Linked DNA regions of Mus musculus: regions 2 and 3 are each linked to region 1. A link is a contact called in public HiChIP or PLAC-seq data. All regions are on one chromosome and are shown on one strand. Each heading gives the region's core, a stretch centred on a gene start, on an enhancer-like site or on the middle of the called end of the contact. The rest is flanking DNA. Distances are from core to core; before and after follow the strand shown. Region 1 holds the start of 1600020E01Rik (RIKEN cDNA 1600020E01 gene). Region 2 overlaps Aak1 (AP2 associated kinase 1). Region 3 holds the start of Aak1 (AP2 associated kinase 1).

What was found. HiChIP or PLAC-seq counts read pairs in DNA pulled down with a chosen protein or histone mark.
Region 2: an H3K27ac HiChIP or PLAC-seq map of extraembryonic endoderm stem cells shows a contact between it and region 1. The contact joins the enhancer-like site here to the promoter of 1600020E01Rik in region 1. A contact is called at or near these places in 4 of 115 datasets of contacts at active chromatin or transcription factors (bone marrow-derived macrophages, extraembryonic endoderm stem cells, memory CD8 T cells and 1 more) and 1 of 9 other capture datasets (liver).
Region 3: a contact with region 1 is called in an HNF4G HiChIP or PLAC-seq map of pancreatic cancer cells. The contact joins the promoter of Aak1 here to the promoter of 1600020E01Rik in region 1. A contact is called at or near these places in 2 of 39 promoter capture datasets (embryonic stem cells and pre-B cells), 6 of 484 Hi-C or Micro-C datasets (CD4 T cells, Th1 cells, embryonic stem cells and 3 more), 11 of 115 datasets of contacts at active chromatin or transcription factors (CD8 T cells, the SCID.adh cell line, bone marrow-derived macrophages and 8 more) and 2 of 9 other capture datasets (adipose tissue and pancreatic islet).

The regions. Positions count from the first base shown.
Region 1 is chr6:86,524,691-86,529,776 of GRCm38.p6, reverse strand. It overlaps 1600020E01Rik (RIKEN cDNA 1600020E01 gene), which reads right to left and starts at 2,447. Exons shown (of 5, transcript NR_037960.1): 1 at 2,344-2,447; 2 at 1,803-1,886. It overlaps Pcbp1 (poly(rC) binding protein 1), which reads left to right and starts at 3,588. Exons shown (of 1, transcript NM_011865.4): 1 at 3,588-5,086. The coding sequence starts at 3,862. The coding sequence ends at 4,932. Gm38676 (a long non-coding RNA gene) reads right to left here and starts at 1,013. Exons shown (of 2, transcript XR_869219.1): 1 at 371-1,013.
Region 2 is chr6:86,871,196-86,876,281 of GRCm38.p6, reverse strand. All of the region lies in intron 1 of Aak1 (AP2 associated kinase 1), which reads right to left. Among named protein-coding and RNA genes, the nearest start is that of Aak1, 24 kb to the right of the region's middle. Within about 2 kb of position 2,916, at least 46 of the 459 cell types and tissues checked have an H3K27ac peak or open chromatin away from gene starts, as enhancers often do. A contact at or near this core is called in extraembryonic endoderm stem cells and pancreatic cancer cells, where this site is marked.
Region 3 is chr6:86,846,878-86,851,963 of GRCm38.p6, reverse strand. Aak1 (AP2 associated kinase 1) reads right to left here and starts at 2,459. Exons shown (of 16, transcript NM_001378654.1): 1 at 1,749-2,459. The coding sequence starts at 1,911. 2610306M01Rik (RIKEN cDNA 2610306M01 gene) reads left to right here and starts at 2,524. Exons shown (of 1, transcript NR_028298.1): 1 at 2,524-3,557.

The DNA of each region.
Region 1 (5,086 bases), core at 1,198-3,697:
GTGCTACACAGAGAAACCCTGTCTCAAAAACAAACAAACAGGGCTGGTGAGATGGCTCAGTGGGTAAGAGCACCCAACTGCTCTTCCGAAGGTCCAAAGTTCAAATCCCAGCAACCACCCGTAATGAGATCTGATGCCCTCTTCTGGTGCGTCTGAAGACAGCTACAGTGTACTTACATATAATAAATAAATAAATCTTAAAAAAAAAAAATCCAAAAAATAAAAAAGACAAAAATTTTAAAAATATATAAGAAAAAAGAAAAGTTTGACATGTGATCTAAATGTAATTTCAATCAAAAAGCTCTTCTCTCCGACACCCACACAGCCACAGCCACTCCAGTACATGTTTGTTGCGCTATCCACTACCTACATCGGAGTACAAGCTGAGCCTGGTCTATAGACTAAGTTCCAAGACAGCCCCAGGGCTGTTACACAGAGAAACTCTTTCTTGAAAAACAACAACAACAAAAAAACCCCCAAGTCTTCTTTTGCTTGCCATGTGTGGTGCTACACATCTTTATTCCCAGAACTTTGGAGAGGCAGAGACAGACAGATGAATCGCTCGGAGTTCAAAGCCAGCCTGGTCTGCAAAAGAAGTTCCAGGCTAGCCAGGGCTACATGGCGATACCCTGTCTTAAAACAAGACAACAAAAACCCAACCTAATTTTTAAATGTGAGCCTAATAAATAGCTATTTGCAGACTTCAGTACATGATTTTAGGAATTATGGGTAGAAATAGCTGACCTAATTGGGAGCTTGAGTCTATTCCTGAGAAGTACCCTCACCTTCTAGACCAGGTGAGTTTAATAAATTTAAACATACCTAACTATACACTCATTTCCATGAGTATTTAACAAATTTAAATGAAGGTTATAACCTCTCTGTAATTATAATTCCATACCACATGCATCTGTGCTGCTTTTACGAAAAAAGCTGATTTATGACCTACATTGAACTTAATTGAATACACTGAATAGTGAAGGCCGCATGGTTTGAGGAGTCACAAGTTATGATTTATCTAATATTCCTCCATGCTCTGTCAATATTTAAAGAGAAATAGATGATTGGAACCAGGTAAAGTAACTTATTTTATCTGCTTAAAGGACTGGGATGGAGAAACCAGAAATCCATCCACAAGCAACTGAGGAAAGCAAGTCTCTAGGGAACTGCTCGCTTGCTCCCTTGGAGCCAGGTGGAGGGAAATGGGCCTCAGATGAGGCCAGATGAACAGATACTGAACTTTTGGGCAAGCCTGAATCACATCCTCTTCCTGTCCTCATCCAGAGGCTTTGTAAAATAATATTTGAGCCTAAACAAATGTCACTAACACCAGGAATAAGTGAAGGCACGGAACATACAAACAGGTGCGGGGCGGGGGGGGGGGGGGGGGGGGGGGGGGTTCTGAGTGGCTCCTTTAGAAATGACAAGTTCACACAAGTCAGTTCTTTTCTTTCTCTTTTTTTTTTTGAAACAGGGTATCACTTTGTAGCCCCAGCTGGCCTCAAATTCTCAAAGATCTACCTGTTTCTGTTTCCCCAGTGATGGGATTAAAGGTGTTTCCTACCATGCCCTCAACATGCCAGTGGTGGCACATCCTGTCATTCCAGTGTTTGTGAAGTGAGACAGGAGGATCCAGAGCTCAGTGCCTCTGCACTGAAAAAAAAAAACCACACACACAAAACTGTGGCGTAGTGGTAGACAGCTTGGCTAAAAAGTTAGAGATCCTATGTCTGATAACCAGCTCAGCAAAATTAAATTCTAAAACTCTGATTCAAATAAAAAAATCTGCAAAAGGTGCTCACCAGTAGAGAAATCAGAAGATATAGGTTCCATCCTGTGTAACCTTGGGTCATTCACTTCATTCATCTCTCTGGGATTGTCTTGCTCTGTTGGGGAAAAGAAAGAGAAATAAATACCCACTTCATGGAATTTTCAATTAAAAAAAATATATATTGCATGGGATAAAATGTTTAGAATGGAATCTGCTGTGGCACACCCACACCCACAATCTGTTCCTCTTGACTGTAAAGGTGGAAAAGTGGACATAACTGTGAACTTTAGGATCACTGGACAGTTGAATAGTGAGACATTGCCATTCTATGGCTTATTAGGCATAACAATCTTAAATCAGTTACAGCACCACCTGTACAACATCTAGAAAAAAACTAGAAATTTTTTCTAGATGCTTGGGTACTTGGTTACATACTGTGCACACACGCGCGCACGCACACACACAGGCACACACCTGCCTGCCATTACTCAGTTTTTTAAAAATCCCGTGTCAGGCCTGCATTTTATTTATTCTCCTGCCCACCAAGGGAATTAACTTTCTTCCAAAAGCACCTCTTGCTGTTTCATCCTATGGGAAATTCTGAGACTGATGAAAGGCACATTCTAGAGCTTTCAGACCCGGCCCAATTTTTCGATGGCGACACGTGTCGCCATTTTGTTGGGAAACATGGCCGCCAGCCCTCCCCGCTCGGGGGTGGGGTGGCGGTGGGGTGAGGAACGCCACGCTGGTCCTTTCGGCCAAGTATTAAACAACACGTTCCTTCACACGACCTCCTCCAGGCTGACTATGGCGGCGGCACGAGGAGCCGGCAAAGAAAGCACAAGGCGCTCTCCAGCGTCTCGAGGGCCATTTCCCGGCGGGAGGCCTCGGTCAGGGCGACCTCCCAAGATGGCGGCGGCGCCCAGGCTTGGCCGCCTCCCGAAAGCGTGGTCCAGGCGGCGGGCGAGCCAGCGCGGACATGCGGGGGGCCATGCCGGCACGCCGTCAGTGCGCACCGCTCCTCTAAGGTCTCGGGAACTATCGTGGGACATAAAACACGAGGGCAGGAGGTAGCGCCTCCGAGGGCTTCCCTAACCGGAGCCGACCAAGTGCAAACAAAGCATTATGTAAGTGGACGCCATTCCAGCGGCCCCCGTTCCTAACGCCACTAGCCCGAGCGGCACTCGCCGGGGCGGGTGACTCTCGCTCGAGTCTCTCTGCGTCGCGGACGCAGCCGCCGGACGGAGGCCAAGGTGGGGGCTGGGACCAGGCGCCCGGACGCCGGGGACGAAGGGGCCCCACGTGCCCAGCAGAGCGCGTGCACAGCCGCCGGGCCGCGCCTCGCCTCGCCGCCCCTCCCCCCACGGAAGCCAACGCGGGCCGCTCGCGCCCCCCCTCGCTGCCGCGCATGCGCCCTGGTCCCCTCCCGCGCACGTTTTCGACCCGCGGCGGCCTAGCTCCCGCCTGCAGCGGCCTCCGCCGATGCCTGTATCGCTCCGCCATCGAATCCTTGGGCGGACCGGGAAACAATTATCTGTCCCCGGCACAAAACCAGTATATTTTCCCAGTCCCCTGCCGGAGCCGCTAGGGTTAACAAAACACGTGCTCCCTCTCAATCTCTGCCGGGTCCCCAGTTTTGCCCACGTTGTCCGTTTTCAACCCGACGGCGGTGCCACCGGGTTATTTTTCTCAAGGGTCGCGCGCGCTGGCGCAGTCTTGTGACCTAAAAAAGCCGGTCCTCTTTTTTTTCTCCTAGGGGTCCTGCGCGGAAAGCACTTCCGGGGTCAGAGGGTACGCGGGGTTGAAAGCGGGCTTCCCGCCCCGCCCAGACCGCCGAGGCTGCCGCCGGAGTCGCCACCGCCGCGCCCTCGCCCACCCGCCCGTCGACCGCTCCCGGTCCCGCTCGCCCCCGTCGCCGCCGCCGCCAGTCCTGCGACGCCGCCGCGGCCTCCCGCCCGCGCCCGCCCGCTCCTGCGGCCCCCCGCTCGCCTCGCGCCGGCAGTTCGGGCCTACTCCTCCCCTCCCCCGCCAGCCGCCCAGGACTTGACCACGTAACGAGCCCAACTCCCGAACGCCGCCCGCCGCTCGCCATGGACGCCGGTGTGACTGAAAGCGGACTCAACGTGACTCTCACCATTCGGCTGCTGATGCACGGAAAGGAAGTAGGCAGCATCATCGGGAAGAAAGGGGAGTCGGTGAAGAGGATCCGCGAGGAGAGCGGCGCGCGGATCAACATCTCGGAGGGGAACTGCCCGGAGAGGATCATCACGCTGACTGGGCCTACCAATGCCATCTTTAAGGCCTTCGCCATGATCATCGACAAGCTGGAGGAAGATATCAACAGCTCCATGACCAACAGTACGGCGGCCAGCAGGCCCCCGGTCACACTTCGGCTGGTCGTGCCCGCCACCCAGTGTGGCTCCCTGATCGGCAAGGGCGGCTGCAAGATCAAGGAGATCCGCGAGAGCACCGGGGCCCAGGTCCAGGTGGCGGGGGATATGCTGCCCAACTCGACCGAGCGGGCTATCACTATCGCCGGCGTGCCGCAGTCCGTCACCGAGTGTGTGAAGCAGATCTGCCTGGTCATGCTGGAGACGCTCTCCCAGTCTCCACAGGGGAGAGTCATGACCATCCCGTACCAGCCCATGCCGGCCAGCTCGCCAGTCATCTGCGCGGGCGGCCAAGATCGCTGCAGCGACGCGGCGGGCTACCCCCACGCCACCCACGACCTGGAGGGACCACCTCTAGACGCCTACTCGATTCAAGGACAACACACCATTTCTCCGCTGGATCTGGCCAAGCTGAACCAGGTGGCAAGACAACAGTCTCACTTTGCCATGATGCACGGCGGGACGGGATTCGCCGGAATTGACTCCAGCTCTCCAGAGGTGAAAGGCTATTGGGCAAGTTTGGATGCATCTACTCAAACCACCCATGAACTCACCATTCCAAATAACTTAATCGGCTGCATAATCGGGCGCCAAGGCGCCAACATCAATGAGATCCGCCAGATGTCCGGGGCCCAGATCAAAATTGCCAACCCGGTGGAAGGCTCTTCTGGAAGGCAGGTCACTATTACTGGCTCGGCTGCCAGTATTAGCCTGGCCCAGTATCTAATCAATGCCAGGCTTTCCTCTGAGAAGGGGATGGGGTGCAGCTAGAACAGCGTAGGTTCGCTCGTAACCCCCTTCCTGCTGTTTCCCATGATCCAACTGTGTAATTTCTGGTCGGTAATTCCAGGTTTTAAATAATTTGTAAGTGTTCAGTTTCTACACTTTATCATCCGCTAAGAATTTAAAGAAAAATCACATTCTC
Region 2 (5,086 bases), core at 1,667-4,166, 350 kb before region 1:
TTTGAATTTATTTGTTCTTATATGAAAATAACTATATTAACACACAAAGAAAGTAAATACCACCAAATTGTGAGGACTGTCATCCAGCACTAGCCATGCATCCTGCAAACACCTTTAATTTGAACTCTCAGGGATCCAACACCCTCTTCTGACTTCCACATAGCGCACACTCAAATATACATTCAGGAAGATACATACATACATACATACAAACACACACACAAGAAGATATATATATATATATATATATACATATACATACACATATATATATATATATATATATATACATACACACACACACACACAAGTATATACACACAAATAAATAATCTTTTTTTTGGTTTTTACTTTTTTAAGTTAAAGAAAAATTTAAATGAGCCACTGCATATCTTAATCCCAGCACTTAACAGTCAAAGACAAGGAAGATTAGTAGTTCAAGAGCAGTCGGGGCTACATGACACTTAATTCAAGAACTAAAATTAAATAGGTTAATAGAGATACTGCTTCATATGTAGTAGCATGATATTAACAACAGAGTTTCTGGAACTCAGTCATGGTAGCAGCTACAAACTGTTAATATACTAAATGTCACTGAACTGTCAGTTTTGAGGTGGCTAGCTATGCAAGTTTTCCGTTCGTTTTCTTTTCTTTTCAGGGGTGGGGGCTGGAAGGTTAAGGCAGGCAGGGTTTGTTCTGTAGCCACACCTGCCCTCACACTCACCATCTCATGCTCCACTCTGAATGCTGAAGCTACGGTCACAGGAATCTCGGGCCAGCTTTGCTTTTCCTTTCTTTCTTTTTAGTTTTTGAAATGTATTTTGAGACAGGGTCTCGTACAGCTCAGCTGTCCTTATTACTGCCCCTCCTGCCCCATCTTCACAGACCCTGGGATTACAGGCACATGCTGCCATGCCCAGCTTCAGGGTTTAAGAGTCATAAACTCAGTTTTGTCATTATCCACGAAATTCAAAGTATGCTTTGCATATGGAAGCATTTCACAACTTAAGTAATCACTAGGATAGGGCTGGTAGGGCCCAGGGCCAAGAATGGCTGCCTTTGAGCAACATCCTCCCCAGGGGGCGCTGACCTTGGCACCAATGGATGTTTAGAAGTGGCTCTGGCCCCTGCCTATTTTATATTAACAACACACACTCCACCACCCCACACACAACCCCCCAGTTTATGACAACAAAAAACATTTCTATGCATTGCCAAATGTCCCTGGGGTCAAAGCAGGCCCCTTATTGAGACCCTCTGTTCTAAATGGAAGAAGGGCTCCTAGTGATGTCTAAGAATTTCTTTTTTTCAGTCCCTTGCCACTCTGCCAGCATGACTCACTGCTTCCTGTCAACCCTATGGGCCACAAATGACCCAACTGTATGAACCTCTGGCACCTGGATACAAATGTCCTTTCTTTTAATTCCAAGCTCCCGCAAACCACCCACAAGTACCCTGAACATTGTGCTTCCTGCTTCCTGTGCCTGGCAGCCATAAATGGCCCAATACCGTCACTCTGTCCCCAGAGCATGGCGCCACGGTTCCAGCAGCACTTACAAGATAGAAAGCATGTCTTTAAGGTACAGATCAAGGAAAAAGCAAATCTACCCATTCTGCAAATAACAGTGCTTCTCTGTGTTTTGGCCTTCATTCTTTAACTCAACACAAAGTCCAGACCATCACCCCAAACAAGTTAGAGGGTTGAAATGAGATACTGAGTCTCTGGGAGATGAAGCTGAAATTTTAAGGAAGTTCATTACTTCTATCTCTGAGAACACAATCAACTTAGGTTTTTTAGAAAGTACCAGACCCTTAAGAGGAGAAATAGATTCTACTCCATTAGAACCCAGCTTTATAACCTTGAACATAGCTTCCTCCATTGCATGATTCTGGCTGTTTGAGTTCTGAGTTTACTGCATGAATTCAGTGTTTTCTTGCGGGCACCTATTTAGTGAGAGCATGGATAAAAGGTAAGTATAGCTTAGAAGGCAAAGAGATTAAGTAAATTGGTACAATAAACACTAACAGGGTGTGAGAGAGGAAAACACCTGATGCAACTAAGCATACGCAAAAGAAGCCAACAGGCAGCCAGGCAGTGGTGGCGAACGCCTTTAATCCCAGCACTTAGGAGGCAGAGGCAGGAAGATTTCTGAGTTCGAGGCCAGCCTGGTTTACAGAGTGAGTTTCAGGACAGCCAGGGCTACACCGAGAAACCTTGTCCCAGAAATTAAAAAAAGAAAAAAAGAAAAAAAGAAGGAGGAGGAGGAGAAGCAGCAGCTGCCAACAGGCAGCCCTGCGGCATCCTCCACCTGTGCATGCGTGCAGTCAAGAACATGGAGGTACAGCTGGCCCTCCACATCTGAGCATTCCACACTCCCAAGATTCAACAAGCAGCATGGGCAGAGAATATAGGGGAACAGAAAACTGTTTGTACTGAACATGTGCAGGCTATGTTGTAACAGAGAAGAGTTGATCGCCAGACAGGACAGGCAGAATGGCACACACCTATCCAGCACTCAGGAGACTGAAGCAAGAACATTTTGAATGAACTGAAGGCAAATCTGACCTACATAGCAGAACTTGCTCAAAAAAAAAAAAAAAAACAAAAAGTGTAGGAGAGGATATGCTAAGTTATATGTAAACACTATGCCACTTTTTTCAGACTTCTGCCCCAGTGGATTTGTGTCCACAGGGGTCCCACCCAAAATGTCAAGGGGTGATAAAGTTAAGAGAATTGGAAGAGGCAGCCTTTGATAGAGACTTCTGTGACAACTATTGTAATTTATGAACTGGAAAAGACCAAGCAGGATAGCATTTTGCTGCCAATGTCAAACCTTCCTTCCCCTTTATCTAGAAACCAAGCACAGAGATTCAGGAACAATAGTGTTCTATTGGTCCAAAACTCCTAAGGTAAAGGCTCCTTTAAGAGCTAGCTGATAACTAGTTCAGTGAGACAAGATATCTAAGAGCTCTACTGATCTGACCAGTAGGCCTGGAAAGTAAAAGTAAACAGAAACTTCTAACAATAAAGCACACGAGCTCGCACACACAAACACACAGAGCAGTAAATTAAAAAACTAGTGCTAAAAGTACTTTGACAGAAACTATGCAGAATCTCTTTGGGTGTGGGTGGGAAGGTGTGTGCACATGCATGCATGCTCTCATGGACTTCTCGTTGAACCTGGAGCTCATCAACTTGGCTGGACTGGCTGACCCACGAGACCATGACTCCTCTCTCTACCTCCTCCCTCCCGAGTGCTGGGAATTCAGGACACACCCCAGGCTTTTTACATGTCTTGAGTGCCCAAACTCAGGTCTTTATGCTTGTGTGGCAAACACTTTATCAATTCAGTCATCTTCCCAGTCCCCCAAAATCATCTTTTTTAAATAAGACCTTTTTTAAAGATTTATTTATTCATCTATTGTATATTAGTACACTATTGTGTCTTCAAATACACCACAAGTGGGCATCGGATCTCATTACCGATGGTTTAAGCCACCATGTGGTTGCTGGGAATTGTACTCAGGACCTCTGGAAAAGCAGTCAGTGCTCTTAACCACTGAGCCATCTCTCCAGCCACCCAAAATCTTTTCAAACTCAAACCCAAAGTACAGATAAACAAACAAGCAGGCCAGTGTGGTAAAACACATCTTTAATCCTAACCCTAAAGAGATAGAAGTAGGTAAGATCTCTTTGAGTTGGAGACCAGCCTGATCTATGTAGCCTGTTGCAGGCTAGCCAGAGCTCAGAGAAAAGAAAATATATATGCATACAAAATACCCAGCTGGGCAGTAATAGAGAATGCCTCTAATCCTAGCACTTAGGAGGCAGAGCCAGGCAGATCTCTGTGAGTTCAAAGCCAGCCTGGTCTACAGAGTGAGTTCCAAGACAGTCAGGGCTACACAGAGAAACCCTGTCTCCATAACAAAACAAAACAACAATAACAACAACAAAACCCTGATAGTTAACATAAATTATACAAGTATAAAATAAAAAAACTAATTGCTTCTAATAAACATGAAGTTATCAAATAAATACCACAAATGATATCTACATAACACTAAAAACAATTGAGGTCTGTAATTAGCCAAAAACTGAACCATCCGTATCTTCAGGTCTGCCCATGCACCAGCTCACAGGATCTATAGTAAACACCCTTAGACACCCCTCAGCATCTCAGAAAAGGGGATCACCTCTCACACCCCTCCACACCTCAGGACAGGAGTTCACCTCTTACACTCCTCAGCACAGGAAGTCACCCCAGCACAGGAAGTCATCTCTGACATGCTTCAGTACGTAGAACAGGAAGTTAGCTCTGACGTCACACCTCGAGCATGAGTGTTCCTTCCGTGCTCTCCTGGTCAATTCATCCGGCACCTCCTCCACCTCACATAGAAATCCCTGCTCCTCTGAGTTCCTGGCACCTAGTTTCTCTTGTGGGCGCGACACACTAATACATTCAAGTACGTCCCAATCTAAGCTACTATGAGACCGCCTCTTCCCTATCCAAACTTCTAGAAGAAACAGTCTACACAGGGTGATCCTGCTCCTTCCCCACCCTAGTCATTGCTGTATCTGCATCATTCTGAAACAGATTTGGGAAGGCTGACCCCATAGCAGCCCAATCGTGAGGACTTGTTCTGTGTGTCATCCAACCATTTAACATTTAGGGTCACATGTCTGTAACAACTGCCAGTGCTGACTTCCCCCATCTCTAACTCCGTCCTTCTGGGGAATCTCCTGATAAACTTATTTACTTAGTTAGTTTTTTCAGACAGGGTTTCTCTGTCTCCCTGGCTGTCCTGGTACTTGTTCTGTCGACCAGACTGACCTCAAACACAGAGATCCACCTGCCTCTGCCTTCCATTGCTGGAATGAGTCACCACAACTGGCTTCCTGCTAAACTTTAAATGCTATTCAACTCAGATTTCATGCTTGGCTCACTGCTCTTCTGAATCGCAACTAGTTTATGTTTTCAAACCATATCTCATGGAAGCTTCAAGCAAATCAATCCATGATGTTTCACTTCCTTAAACTGTCTTTACTAAAACTGATTTACTCAAAGCCTAAGCCCACTTCAATGAA
Region 3 (5,086 bases), core at 1,210-3,709, 320 kb before region 1:
CAGATCCAAGCCCAAAGTTCTACTTTTTAAAATATCAGAATGCACAATGTGCAGCTCTCAGGATGAATTCCAGGGAAGCCTAGAAAACAAAGGCTGATTCTGTGTTTTCTCTTTCCCACCACTCTTCCAGACTCAGAGAATAAGCAAAGCTTAGGGCAACACGTGATGAGAAAACATCCTAGCTGAAAAAAATGTTCCTGGGCTCTGAGGCCATCCTCCTGATCTCATCTCCTTCCTCATTCTCTCTCTCTCTCACCCCCCTCTCCCTCCCCACCCCCCACTGTAGTCAAGGACTTTGGCTACAGGATAAGAGTCAGCTCAGATTCCAAGGTACAGATCTGGCAGCAGACATAGCAGCATCTCCCACCCTGCACCAGAATCCTCAAGGAAAGGTTCAGAAAGGATTGTAACTCAGGCCCAGATTAAGTCCAGTCGGAACAATACTAAGAATGGAAAATAAAAAATAAAAAAAGCAGCAGTAATTTACAAGGAAATTATCAGATATCTCTTCAAAATTGTGCTTTTTAAGTATAGGCTTCAATGTATCCTCAGAAACTGGGCCTTGCCAAATCCAGTACTTACACAAACTAAGTCTAACACAGCTTTGGCCTCTTCCCACCCACCCGTCCACCACCCTACAAGACTCACCATGACAGGCAGTTCCTAGGCCCAGGTAGAGGTCCTTCCTTCAACCTCAGCTTGCAAAAGCCTCCTTTTCGAAGGGGCTGCTTAGCTCTCATTCCTCCTTCCCTCGCTGATAGACTAGCCTCTACCACCATGCTGCCTTCACTGAGGCCTCCCCCAGACCCAAGCCTTGGCAGGCTGTAACGCAACCTACAGCAGACTGGTCCTATCCAATTAGTTTAAATTGCTTCATGCCAAGGAAATTGCTGCTTTTATTAAAAATAAAAGCACAGTAAGCAGGCAATGAGCTGTGAAAAGTATCAGTCTGGCATAATTACGAAGGTCGAGGTTAAGGTTACCCAAGAAACACTCAAGATTTTCCCTAAAGCCTGGGGCAGAAAAATATGTATCTGCAGGAGCACAGATAGACCAACGAGCACACACCGAGAGAAACCACACAGCATCCTCTCCAACTGAGAGAACACTAAACCAGAGCCAATCCTAAGTCATTCTTAATAGAAACTAAAAGGAGAAAAGAGGCCTAGGCGTCTGAGTTCAAAACCATCTCATTCGCTTATGATTTTATCTTAGCCACATCCTGGGGACCTCACTGCAGTTGGGTAAAGAAACAAACCTAACCAAAACACCAAAAAATGCATTCCTGTCCCCAGAGAAATCCTCTTTGGCTACCTACTTAAAGAAATAGGAAAGTTAGGTGGGAGAAGCCCCCCTCTCCTTTAAGATCTCTCCCCATCCCCACCCTTCAGCCTCCGCATCAGAATTTAAAGTTTCAGGGAAATGGCAAGACCACCACCCTGCATTTCACTTATACTTCACACATAGGATCCGAATAATTCGGTCAAAGGAAGAGATTTCTCCACGCGCTCCCCCCACCCACCCAAATGAAAGGCCACTGAGGTAAACTATTTGGGCAATACTGCCCCCCCAAGCCCTGTCAATTCCCAGTCTGAGTTTTAATTCTCTCAAGGACAATGACTCGCAAGGAAAGTGCAGAGGGGGAAGGGAGGGTCAGTTGGTCAAAACCCATTCATACAACTAGAAACCAGAGTCTTGCCACATCAGCACACGAGATTAATTCACCGCGCACTGGCTTCCCAACATACCTTCCGCCAACACCTCGTCCACGGTGACCTGCTGCCTCCCGATGCCGAAGACCCTTCCGATGTAACCACTGCCCAGGCCTGAGCTGCTGCCCCCTCCTCCGCTGGAGCCTGAACCCAGGCCAGAGCTCCCCTGCTCCCGCCTGGAGTCGAAAAACTTCTTCATCTTTCCAATATGAAATGCCAAGGCAAAATGCCGATGGTTTCTAGGTTCGTATTTGTTGTAAAGAAAAGAGATCTAAGGATTTCTTCTCCGGTTTCAGCCCTGAGCAGAGCCCCGGGAATCCGGCCGTGGGGTGGGGGCTGAGGGACGGCGCCTGCAGGAATAGACTGTCAATCGCGCGGCGGGTCCCCTCCTCCTCGGGGAGCGATCGTTTAAGTTTAAACCTGCGATGACAGAGGCAGAGAGAGGATGAATCAGTAACACACTCCAGAGCCTAACTGCCGGGTCCTAGGGAAAGCACAGGCCGTCATCCAGAGGAAACGCTGCGTGCATTTTCTTCGGGAAAGCCCTGGAAACGCACCGGACCCCTGCCCGGACCCCCGCCCCGGGCCCCGGACACCCACTAGCGGCCGCTCGGCGGCGAGCCCAGCTACCAGCCCCGCGACATGGCCACGGCCGCCGGCCTGCGACACGAAGGAGGCGGCGCTGCCGCAGAGCCGGGGCCGCTTCGGCGCCCGCCCGCCCGCCAGCTGATCCCCGAGCGCCGCGCTGAGGCCGCCCCTCCCCCGCGCGCGCGCCCGTCGGCTCCGACCACCCACCCGGAAGTGACCTGCCACCGGAAGTGCTTCTCAGGGCCGCACAGCCCCTTCTCAGGGGCCGTCTCAGGTGCACCAGCTATAGCTACAGAGCGAAAGAAACCGATGGCAAGAAGGGAACCAGAGCAGTGGAACTCGGGACAGAGACACTTGGAAGAGAGCGTTGCCGTAGTCCTGCCGCTGAGCACCCTGGGAAGAGTAGTTCGGGGTAATCTGGCATCTGGACTACAATTCCCAAGATGCCCCGGGAGCGAGCGCACCTTCGGACGCCGTCTCCAGGGACTGGAGATGATAGTGGAGTGGTGCAGAAGTGAGGCTTCGGGTATTTAAGTACATCTGCTAAAGTCACCAGAGACTAGTTTTCCAGCTGCACGTCCCACTCTCTGTAGCCATTTTATCTATGGCTTGGCCTCATGGACAGAGGCACTCTGGGAATTGTGGTTTCACAGGAGTCCGGACTGACACCTGAAGGACGCGGTTTAGCTGCCTCGCCCCAGTTGGGTTTGGGAGTTCCCCGACGTCATGGGAGCGGAGGTACTGAAGGCTTGGGGGCTGGGGAGAAGTGGGTATGATGCCAGCAGGGAGCCGAGCGGAATCTCGGTGCTGAAGGAAACAAAGCAGGTGTCTTCCGGTCCCCGACCACGATGAGAACTGAGAAGCCTGAGGGTCGAAGAAGGAACTGCGGGAGATCCAGTACACGGAGCATCTAGGGACCAGGCTACATCCATCCTTGGGCTCCACCCCAAACCATGGCCCTCTGCCGACCCAGATTTGCCTGGTCCTTACCAGATATATTCACGCCTTTAAAGGGAACTTTAGACACACCTACTGCTTTCTCTTCAGAATCTTTCGCAAGAAGATGCTGTGTTTACTAAGGATCGCTTGGGTGCGGATAGAGTACAGGGCTGTGTGATTGGCACCTGTCAAATGCTAAGGATTTGGAAAGGAATTGAGATCTCTCCTCCTAGATTGCTTCACAGAAGATGTTGTTGTCGTGCCAAATCCCTGCCTCCCCTGCCCTCTCCCCCAAGAAATACATGGTTTTTTCTCTTTTTTGAGTATAGGTTATTTTTCCACCAGCTCCCCACACTTCTTAAAGATGCAACTACCCTCTTGCAGTTCATCCCAGAATTTCTACTTCAGGCACTTGAGGAAGATCTAGAAGGGGGCCCCCAGGAAATAAAAAAAGATGGGTCTTGCTGGGCAGTGGTGGCTCACGTCTTTAATCCCAGCACTTGGGAGGCAGAAGCAGGCAGATTTCTGATTTCGAGGACAACCTGGGTTACAGAATGAGTTCCAGGGCAGCCAGGGCTATGCAGAGAAACCCTGTCTTGAAAAATAGAACAAAAAAAGATGGCTCTTGGTTAATCTGAATATTGAGTCCGGCTGTGCTGGCGGTGGCTATTGCGGTTTCTTATTTCATGTGGTACCATAGTCATATAACTCTCCGGAGAGAGATAGCATCTTAACTTCCGGAGAGAGCCAGTATTGCCACCTCAGTTCACACAATCCTACAGCCACCTTAAGGGTGAGACTCAGCACCTGCGGAACATCTTCCTAACTCAGCCCAGGGTGTGTTCTCCTCGCCTTCCTTAAAAGGCTTGATTTCTGTTACAGAAGCTTAGTGTGTGTCTTAAAATAGATGGGAAATCTTAGTGGGCTTACAGCCCCTCATCTTTCTCAGCACCATTAATTTTGACCGACCTTTAAAGAGTCTGTTAGTCTGTCCATCGAGCCCTGGTGCCTTATCGGGTTTTAATTTTCTCCACTCTCCTGGTACAGACCAGGTTTGCTCAAATCTCAAGCCTCACTTCAGACAGTCAAGGTTTTCCAGAAGGAGTAAGGCAGCCTACTCCCACTGAGTAACATGCTTTTAGTAGGCACTCAGCCTGAGTGAAAGACCACTGTTTAACAGAAGGGGACTGCAGCAATCATTCCTATACATTGATTGACTGGTGTGTATGCGCGAGTGGGGTGGGGGTGGGGGGATGAAAATGGCTGTCATACTTTGTAACTTGCCTGGCCTGGAACTCTCTTTGTAAATCAGGCTGCCTCAAACTCATAGGAACCTGCCTGCCTCTGCCTCCCAAATGCTGGAACACACTGGTTGGTTGGTTGGTTTGTTTTTAAAGTATAGCTTGATCACAATCTGACAGAAATAACTAAGTGACTAATAGGAGACTAAATCTATTGTTTTCATCCTTTCAAGGACTAATATTAATAGCAATTATTACTCAGGTTTTCTAGTTTTGTATATATTATATTATTTAATCCTCACTGTCACCTATGAAACAGAGTACTTTTTTGGGGGGGGGGTTGGTTTTTTTCTTTTTTTTTTTTTTTTTTTTTTTTTCTTTTTTTGGTTTAGGGAGTCTCTGTATATCCCTGGCTATCTGTCCTGGAACTCACTTTGTAGACCAGGATGGCCTCGAACTCAGAAATCCGCCTGCCTTTGCCTCCCAAGTACTGGGATTAAAGGCATGTGCTCCCACCGCCTGGCTATAGAGTACTATTTTTAAGATCATTTTAAAGGTGAAGAACTGAATCACAAGGTAGATAATAAGCCCAGAATCACACTGGCA